Regions from separate parts of the Anser cygnoides genome. Here region 2 is linked to region 1. Evidence: chromatin contacts called from public Hi-C data. All regions are on one chromosome and are shown on one strand. Each heading gives the region's core, a stretch centred on a gene start, on an enhancer-like site or on the middle of the called end of the contact. The rest is flanking DNA. Distances are from core to core; before and after follow the strand shown.

Region 1 (5,116 bases), core at 1,988-4,487:
CTACATTGTTTCATGTAAAAGGTTTTTGTTTTCTAAACACCAGTTTATTAGTTTATAATCTCAGTTACATGTTTACTGTCTGAAAACACAGTTAGTAATACAAACTACTTCATACACCCTCCCCATCCCTCAAAGAGTAACCTTCCACTAACTGGAACATTCCCTTTAATACCTGGGACACATCTTTAAACAGATGGATAGACTTTCTTTCAATTTCAAATGAAGGACTGTTTTATGTAGGTCAAAAAATCAGATACTACATTTGTCTGCAGGGGCAGGTACTAAACTGAGGAAGGGTATTGTTACAGCTGAAAGCGATCGAAAACGTGCTCTCACATTCCTTAAAAACTTGCAGAGTTTGCATTGATGTTGATTTTGTACTTCTCTGAAATTCTCCAGAAGACACTTAGATTGTTACAGTTTACTTAATCAACTGTAGTGTCCTGTACGTATAAAAGGTAACTTCAAAAATTGGCTGCAGCAGATTTAAAAGACTAAGTTCAGCTTCCAATAGAGGGAACGGGGTTCAGCTCCGGACAACTCACTATTTGCAGAAAATGAAGGTGTGCAAATTCAATCTCAATTTGGAAAAAAGCAGCACTCTAAATTTATGCCTAACTTCCAGTCCTCTACTGACTGATTGATTCAGACTGCGAGCATTAACAACAAGTTCTACTCTCCTCTGGACTGCTGGTGCCAGAAACAATTGATCCAGCAGACAAAACTGTAGCACTGTGCCTTATTTTCTACGCAGTAGGTAAGAATAAGGAGAATGGTTGCTTATGGTCCATTTCTGTGGAAAAAATGTTCACAATTCTTAATTTCCTGGTAGCTCCCTAAAACCCACACTCCGTGTAAGAAAGCAGAAAGCAGTAAAATTAATTACTGGTGACACTTAGAGATGGAATCATCAGAGGAATTGGTCCTGTATTCCCCTATACTCTTGACACTCATTTCTGCTTCCACCCCACCCTTTTACTTCTGCAAGCACAAGCAGCTTTGCTGTACGCTGTATCAGTGAACTGACCCAGCCTAAAACTAGATGCTAAAGGTGTTTTTGCCGTGTTATTTTTTTTTAGTTTCATGGACCACTTCAAATTGCATGATAGCACAACCTCCTGTGTCAGTAGAAGAAAGCCAACGTAGCAGAAAACATAAGCAAAAGGCAGACAGAATTCCTGTTTTCAATGGCAGCATGAACTTCAAAATTGCAATGTGAAGTCTTGGTTATGTAATGGTGATAGAAGTCTACACTGCCACAGGAAAAGATATTCCTGCCTTCCCCAATCTCAGGCCATGTATTTTTGCCACCTATTTGTACCAATGTCAGTGTTTTTATGCTACACAGTTGAGTTGTGCCAGAGAACTAGCTGCCTACTTCCTCAAAAAAATTCAACAGGAGCTAGTTCAGTGCAAGGCTGCTGGAGCACTACTACCAACACAGAGAGGTAGTGGGAACATGAGACTAGCCGTGGGCAGGACTGCAGCAGTCTAGATTTAGATTGGATTAAACTGCTCTGTAGTCACACCCTGAGTTGCCTGCTGCTGGAATAAATAGATAACATAAGAAGCAGTTATCTCATATCCAGAACTCCTTGCAATTAGAAAAAACTGGCTCCTTTTCCTGCTTCTCCTCCATAGGCATCAATATTTATCAGGGAAATTGCCAACTGTTCCTTGTCATTTTCTCTGCTCCCTTCATCCAGTTAGGAGGAAAAAAGCAAATACCCCCACTATTTTAACCAAGCTCAGTTATGCTGCATCAATATAGCTACTGGAACGTATTCAGCCCAAAGCTGACAACCCTGATCTTTAGCAACTGACATGCTAGATGTTCATTAGATCCTAAAGACTCTTTCACAACTATTAACAGCAATATGTAGTCAGAACAGATGCAGCGATACAAAATGCTATATTCAATCTAACAAGGACAGAATTAGACAGAGATTAACTCCAGAGTTTGCCTGATAAAGGAGTCCTGTAGATGTGAGTAGCTTTGAGTGTTGTGCTGCCAGACCAGAGGCAGTGGGACCTCGAATTTCATCTTTGAGTACAGACTTGAACACTGGAAAACAACTGGATACAGCAAATATTGTAAGACAAACCTTAAAGTAAACTCACTCAAGGAAACCTGAAGATGCTCTTAAAATACTTGCTTCAAGTGGAAAACACTTCACTGGCACAGGTGGGAAAAAAACAGCAGCAGTAACATGAATTTTCTGCGAGTCGAATGCCAAAAAAGCCCCGACAGAAAAATCAACAACCTTCTGCTGCACACATCCTGAAATCCCAGCACCACGGATCACTACAGAGACACAGTCTGAGTTTTCATAGTGCCTCAGAAACGCCTTCAATACCAAAAAAAAAATAAGGCTTCAACTAATCATGGGTATACAAACATCCGTTCACAATACATGTGCCTACCTCTCATAGGTTCATATGAGCACATAGATGCCATCCAGCAGCAAGCACTTCTCTACATATTTCTGCTTTCAAAACAGTTTCTCCAATGGAAATATTTTGTAAGTTACACTGCCATCATCATGGGGACTGGAAACCTGTTGAGGCAATCACTTGTGAGCGGGAGACCGAGCGCTCCCTGCACTTGCATTTGGGAGCTGGCTCTGAGGGACGGAAGCCCTGCCTCGCACGGGTGCGCTGCGCCGGCAGCCCGGGAAGAGCCCCCGTGGCCACGGCACCGTCCCAGCCCTCCGAGCTCAGGGCAAGGGCTGCGGCTTACCGGGAGCTGGGGCTGCACACCCCCCCCGGCCGGCGCCGCCAGCGCGCCGCTTGTTGCTCCCCCGCTCGCCGGAGCCGCCCCCCGCTGCCCTCGCTCCCGCAGCCCCGGCCCCTTCCGCGGCACCCAGAGCCCCGGGGCGCTGCCCGGAGCCCCGCTCCCTTCGGCGGGGGAAGCGGCTGCCCCGGAGCGGCCGGCGGAAGCGCGAAGGGGCGAAGGCACGGCAGGGCAGGGTAGGGCAGAGAGCAGGGCGGCCGGGGCAGGGCGGCACCGCAGCCCGCCCGGCAGCCCCGAGGCCGAGCGCCCGGCGCTCCCCGCGGGAGGCAGCGGAGCGGCGTTAGCAGCACCTCAGACTTACGAGCGCCTCACGGAGCCCGCGGCCGCTCCCGGCACAGAGCGTTCGCTCCTGCGAGCACCTTAACCCAGGAACCAGAACTCACTTCCTGCCGGGCCTCTCCCCGCCCGCCCGCCCGCCATGTGACGGGCGCCGGCGCCGCGCTCCCCGCTCGGCTCGGGCCGGGCCGGGCCTGCGGCCGCCGCAGCCGCTCGGCGTCGCGGCCAGGCGGGGGCAGCGCCGGGCCTGGGCGCAGCGACCGGCAGCTTTCGGCTCCCCCCCGGGCTTGCGGTGCCTCTTCGGCCTGGCTGCTGCCCTCCCGCCCCGAGCAGGGGCCGTGCTGCTGCGGTGCAGGGCTGCTGGAGTCCCTTGCTATGAATGGATGCGATGTTTGTAAATCGCAATGCTTGCATTCGTAGCATGAGTGCACTTTTTCACGTTCACTGTGTAAAGGTCCTTTTACTTCTGTAGGTGACTAAGGTGGCATTTTTTTCCGTGCATTTAATTCATGCAGGCAATGGGTTTTACATGAGAGTACATTGAAAATACATTCAACAATTTTAATTTTGCTGCTGCTACAAGCCCTTATTTCTCTAGGTCACATGTAGGAGTACATTTTTCTTGAAGGTGTGTAAAAGAGTGAGTTGAGGGGAGAAAATGCAGGATACCTTACATACTTGCACAAGGTACAGTCACAAAGCCAGCACCAGAGAAGCCTTACAGACTGTGTGAATCAGCCTCAACTGTCCCTGAGCCCCAGCAAGTGTACCCACCCCATCAGACTGGGCTGTTTCTTCTCCCGGGGCAGAACTGCTCCATTTGCCTGCATTAGTGCCTCCTGCATCTCAGCACTGGGGGCCTCACACACCTTGCTTGGTGTGTGCCCTTGGAAGCCTGGGGCCTGAGCCCAGACACAGTCCTAGGCATTGCTCTCTGTAATTTTAAGATTACTTCTATTATAGTTTACTTTTCCTGCTAAGTCTTTAACAACTTGTTTGGGCTGTTTTGACCTTTTTTTAAGACTAAAGAGACTTATAAACAGATAGCTTATTGAGCCAATAAACGTACTTCCTGCTTAGCCACTTTTAAGAACTTCGGGTGAGGTTCTGATGAACTACTGAGGTTCAGCGAGGGTTGCTCAGTTAGCGTGTTTCCAAGAAAGGGGGATTCAATTTCCTCTTTCAGATGCCTTTAGCTTAACAAAGTGTTTGAGATGCACAAGTTTAGGTTTCATTTAACCAGGTGTTTCTTTAAAGCAAGGGAAGGGAAGGGAAGGGAAGGGAAGGGAAGGGAAGGGAAGGGAAGGGAAGGGAAGGGAAGGGAAGGGAAGGGAAGGGAAGGAAAGGGAAGGAAAGGAAAGGAAAGGAAAGGAAAGGAAAGGAAAGGAAAGGAAAGGAAAGGAAAGGAAAGGAAAGGAAAGGAAAGGAAAGGAAAGGAAAGGAAAGGAAAGGAAAGGAAAGGAAAGGAAAGGAAAGGAAAGGAAAGGAAAGGAAAGGAAAGGAAAGGAAAATCTATTGCTTTTTAATTTCTACATTTTTATTTTTTATTCAGTCTTTCCAAGTAGTTCTGCACTTAAAATGATAATGAATAACTGAAAATAATAATTCTTGAATTCAGATCAATGTATGTAAATATAATTTAACTGTAGCTATATTTAAAAATGGATAATATGTAGAAAAATACAAGTAGGTTATCTGATGATAAGAAAGTATTAACTAAGATTATGGGTACATGAATTTGAATAGAGACTTAACATATATACCATCTGTGAAACACTGTCATTGCACATGTTAGTGGTTTTGTACGAAGCAAAAGTTTGTTCATTAAATTCTAGAAATGCACTTAATGTAAATTTGCTGCAAAGGTCTCAAACCCGACAGCAAAACTGACAGCCATCTACAAACATAGCTTCACTTTTTGAAGTCATATGCATTATTCTCGGTACTTTATCAATAATATCCTTTCACAATAAAGCACAAGAGAAGCAGGTCTTTCCTCTATCTTCATTATTTAGTGCTTTTTTCCCCCTTTAATAAATTTCCCCC
Region 2 (4,945 bases), core at 367-2,866, 50 kb after region 1:
TCTCTTCCAGTTGATAAGACAGGAGAACTGAAATGCTTTTTTGAAATCAGTTATGTGGTATCTGGAAAGTAGGATGAGAAAACAAAATCTTTTTGAAGATCCCCGTCATACAGTGGTAGAGAACATACAGGGGAGGATCCTGCTCTCAGAGGAGCTCTGACATTCCCTGCAGCAGCTGCAGCACCATGCTGCAAAATTTCTGCTGCCCTTTGATGGGGAGGCACAGACTTTACTTACACCAGGTCCTGCTCTGCCAGATTCTCCTAAAGTACTTTGCATCATCCAAGTTAAATGCCTAGGAAGGGCTTCTCTCTCTCTTTTTTTTTTTTTTTGGTTGTTGTTTTTGTTTGGTTTTGTTTTGTTTCCCCCAAAGTTTTCTTTCATTTAGTCTTGATATTTCCAGAGAGTTAAGCCCAATGTGTTCAGAAGTGTCCAGGGCATTCAAAACTGTAGGCAGGGTTCTTGCAGCATTTCTATTTAGCTTGATTGCCCAGGCTGCACAAAGCCATGCAGACAGCATCCTTAATAAAGTCCAGTCAGCCTTTTTTTGTCACAGGAAGCTGCATTAGGGATCCACAGCTGGCTTTCCATTGATTTTCAAAGTGCTTGTTTTACAGTAACAATTTTATAGCATTAACTTTAAGACTGCTGAAATTTAGCTTATTCAAAAGCTTCTGCTTAGTTTGATGTGGATGTCAGACTTTGCACAGATCAGTTAATTTGACATCTGAATCCTCCTCCCATAGACTGATTCCGATGTTGGCTAGGAAGTGGTGTAATCAATCACTGCCAATATTTAGAATGGCAATATGTCTAGGGAATTTTGGTTTTACTTGGAACCTGAAGGCCTGTGATCTTATTAGGTATATTTATTTAAGAAGAATGGGTTTTGCACTTTTCATACCATATTTTCAATAATACCAGCAGCCTTCACAATTTAACTCAAAATAGTCTTTGAAGCCACCAGGAAAATAATTATGTTCTTTGGTGTTTGAGAACTGATATGTTGCAGGTCTTCACAAAAATCCTCTCTTATTTTATCTGTGTTTAGACAGTATTTAGTCAGTAATGAAGGCAGCATAGCATTTCTTGTAAAGTAGCGATCTTACCGTTTAGTCATTTTTGCCATTGTGCAATCTAGTTTTTCAATCATTGGAGATCTAACAAACCACTGTCAGTTTCTCCATTATTTTCTTAGTAATCACAGGCCTCCAGCAGAGATAGCTACCCAAGATTTCTTAAATTTGTTTTCCTCTAAAGAGAAACTCTGTTTAGTGTTATTATGTGATTTTTGAATCTGGTCTGTGCATTGTCAGCCAGGGCGGTACTTCACACTGGATGATTAAAGAGAGGACGGGAAATATTCGCATGATCCTGCTATGTCCATTTAAATTTAAAGGACCTGATATAAAGAGGAGGAATGTTCATCAGGGAATGTCTATGCTGTGTAATTAAGTGCAGTACACATAGCCCTGGACTGGTGCTGACCCATTTACAAACTGCCCAAGACACATTAGCAGGATTTTTCCCTTCAGGAAACACTCAGACTCCCAGTAGCAAGTCCTGGCTCCAGCTGAGTGCCGTGGTGATGCAGTCGTACTGTGGGAGCTGGATTTGCTGTGCTCTGCTGTGTGGGAGTCACTGAACTCTGGTACTGCTGCCAGCCGGCAGGAAGTCATCTGTGATCCCGAGGTTTTTGTGTGAGCAGATTTTGCAACTCTAACTTCAACTGAATCCATACCTGCAGCTTTGCTGCTTTTTGTTGTCTGAGAAATTTGAAAGAATGGCAGATCAACTTAATTTCAAGGCCAAGCACATGTGCTATAGCAGTAGCACTCATCCAGATTCAGTCATAAGATGGAGACAAAGAACATGAGGTAAAGCTTGCTGTTATGGTTGGCCCATGGAATCTGATAAACCTCCATCAGTGATCTAGTTTGCATAATTCAACTGTACGGCAAACTTCATGCCCTAAGTTAGAACTGGATCTAACTTGCCCTCAAGCTTACCCACCTGCCTGTGGGTACCTATTTGCAACAGCAGCTCTTTGGAAGAGAGCGTAAGGGTAACAGCGTGATCAGGCATCAGGCTCCCATCTGCAGATTGCAGCTGATGCCTGAACTAAGGAACTAATACAGTTACACCATGCTTCAAAGGATAACACTGAACAGTTTGATTTTTAAAATGATGAAGCAGTGTCGTTTTTTTTTCTTGTTGTTGTTGTTGTTTGCTTGTTTGTTTGGGGGGGAAACCAAACTGTCTTTAAATTTTAAGTGGCTTTTGGAAGTGCATAAGAAAAGCAGTAAAGTGAGAGAGAAATAATACTTGCACTCCTGAGAGATACCTCAGCTCTTCCATTTCATATATAAAACACCCATTGCATTTTTTTTTGCTGGAATGAAGCAAGACAAAGGAATTCAGGGTGAATTGCTTCCAGCAAGTAAAATTGTTTAATTCTCAGCATAACAGTGAGGACACAGGGCAAGTGTGACAGGTGGGTCAGGCTTTGAGGGTCAGGAGCAGAGCAACAAAGCCTATTTCAGGGTCAGCCTGGAACTGCCTATGGGGCTGGGGTGCTGCCAGGGAGGTGTGTGCTTGTAGGGCCTTCAGTCAGCATCCCCTGGCCTAAGCATCTGCAGAGAAAGTCTCCCAGAATGTTAGAAACTCTGTGTGGAACACTTTTTTTTGCTGTGCTTTATAGCAAGGTTACTGATTTTATTGTATTTCACTCATCTCAAAGTAATTTAGGTTTGCTTGGACACAGTGCATTTTTCTAGGGAAGAGGAAAGAAAAATGAAGTTTAGCTCATTATCAAAATAAGCGGAAAAACTACGTTGTCAAGAAAACATGATAATTTTTGAAATATTTTCATTTTTGAAGTCACTTTAATATGAAATTGTACTAAGGATTGTTGCTTATTGCTCAATTTTTGTACATCAGCTGCACATATTCATGAACTGACACTTCAGGTTTTGACTTGACACAATTCAGCAGAACACTTGGCTGCAGACCTGTGCTGCAGGTAGGTTAGGATGCTGTAAGTGCATTTAGGTAAAGGTGCAGAGTTCTGCCGGGTCCCATGGCAAGAGCATTTATCTCGAGGAGGGGGGCTGAGCACCACAACCACTTGGCAGACCTACCTGCACGATGACTGCCAATCTGAGTGTTATTTAGAGAAGCTGTGGAGGTTGCAAACAAGCTAGTAGTTTTGAACCATAATAAAGAACCAGAAGAAGTCCTGGTCAGGGAGAAGTTGAGAAGCACTGCATGAACATGCTTGAAATCTGTATTGTATTTACATTGCCGAACACATCTTCAGCTTTTAGAAATGAAGATTTTATCGTCTGTTTTGCTAATTAAAGGAAAGCAAGGCAGGGGGACAAAGCTGTGTTTCCAAAATATCACAATGGGGAAAACTGGAACAGTTCCTTCGCTGCCAGCTGTAATAAAAATTGCACCATCAGAAAATTGTTCTGTTCCCTCAGACTAACCCTACTGAAAAAGATCAAAATGGGAGTCCAGCTCCATACATGAATCTGCCAGGTTGAAGTGAGAAAGGAAGACAGAACAGTGCTAGATGGTGCAAACATTCCTGTGGCAAAACGTGCACCAAAGTGTGGAGCCTTTGCTATGCTAATCCTCTGGCTTTCCAATATAGACAGTGAGAAGAGACAAGCTCCTCAAGAATCGGAGAAAGAGCTTAAACTCGAAGGGAGGTTTTTCATTCTCCAGTGATTACAAAGAAGTCCAGGGAGATCTGACTAGCAATGCTGAAGTTTGGTTCTTTGTAGTTCAAGTGAATGATTTTATACTTTCCCATTTCCATAACATCCCTCCTTTCTTTTCCTCCGATATCTGGCACATATCTTATGAAAGAGCTTATGAACTGCCTACTGGGTCTCCCTAGAAGGTAAACCCATGGAAGTTCATGAATCTCATCTTTTCATCTACTTTTTAAAACCTCAGAAATTTATGATAGTACTGGTATCTTCACCTTTAAACTGATACTCTAAGAAGAATAGATTTCTGTTAATTTGCATGGTTCATTGTAAGGCAAGGTCCTGATACATAAATGAGATTTGGAGACTCTTAGTGTCAAAAATAATAAATTTTGTCCCTCTGAATGTGCAATGCTGAGCAGTAAACTATTGTGTGGGGCTTCACATTTGATAGTTCAGTTATTTAATAGTGCATTCTTCAGACTACCAAGGATTCTCAGAGAGCTAGGCAAGCACTTTTTTATCACACAGCATTAAAAACCCCATTCTACCAAGTAAAAATACAGCACTGGAATAGCAAAATAAAATTAGCTCTTTAAAGTATGAGAACCTTTTAGTACCACTTCACAATGACTGTTTCTCATCCAGATAATGCTTTTCATCTCTAGCTTCCCTGTATATTGCTTTTAGACTTATTACATGATATCACCATCTGTGATAGTCACCCTTTGGATACAATTCTAGATCTGCATATATTAAGATATTAATTTGTAGCTGAAATGCCTGAGAATCTCAGAGACACCAACATTCTGTCTGGTTTTGTGCCATATCAGCATACATCAAGAAGACAGACCCTGCCCCCAAAAGCCAAAAGTTCAGATCAGGAGAGAGAAAAAGGAACAAATGGGGAGTACAAGCAAATGATTAGACAATATTAATAGGTGAGGTAGCTGTCAACTGACTACTGTTAATCTATTTATAGGCATCAAGACAAAGGAAAACTAAAAGGAGGTATGTGAAGCTAGGGAGGTGATTTTATCAGTAAATAACCTTCTACCGTTAAATTAGAACTTCACTCTGGTGGTTATGGCTCTCACTTCTACAAGTAAGCAGGAACATTATCCCTGCCACTACTTCATTTTCTGCATAAAGCACATTGCTATTTCACAACTGATATGTGAAAATGAAAGCAATGGAAATTCGATCCAAGGCATTGATCTGTATTT

Evidence for each region. A called contact is a pair of places that touch in the nucleus more often than the background predicts.
Region 2: a Hi-C map of granulosa cells shows a contact between it and region 1, with 2.5 times the contacts expected there. The contact joins the enhancer-like site here to the promoter of TANK in region 1. A contact is called at or near these places in 3 of 7 Hi-C or Micro-C datasets (granulosa cells and liver).

The regions. Positions count from the first base shown.
Region 1 is chr6:24,656,292-24,661,407 of Taihu_goose_T2T_genome, forward strand. TANK (TRAF family member associated NFKB activator) reads right to left here and starts at 3,238. Exons shown (of 10, transcript XM_048072266.2): 1 at 3,096-3,238; 2 at 2,425-2,558. All of the region lies in intron 2 of LOC106029931 (a long non-coding RNA gene), which reads left to right.
Region 2 is chr6:24,708,210-24,713,154 of Taihu_goose_T2T_genome, forward strand. All of the region lies in intron 2 of LOC106029931 (a long non-coding RNA gene), which reads left to right. Among named protein-coding and RNA genes, the nearest start is that of TANK, 51 kb to the left of the region's middle. Within about 2 kb of position 1,617, at least 2 of the 3 cell types and tissues checked have open chromatin away from gene starts, as enhancers often do.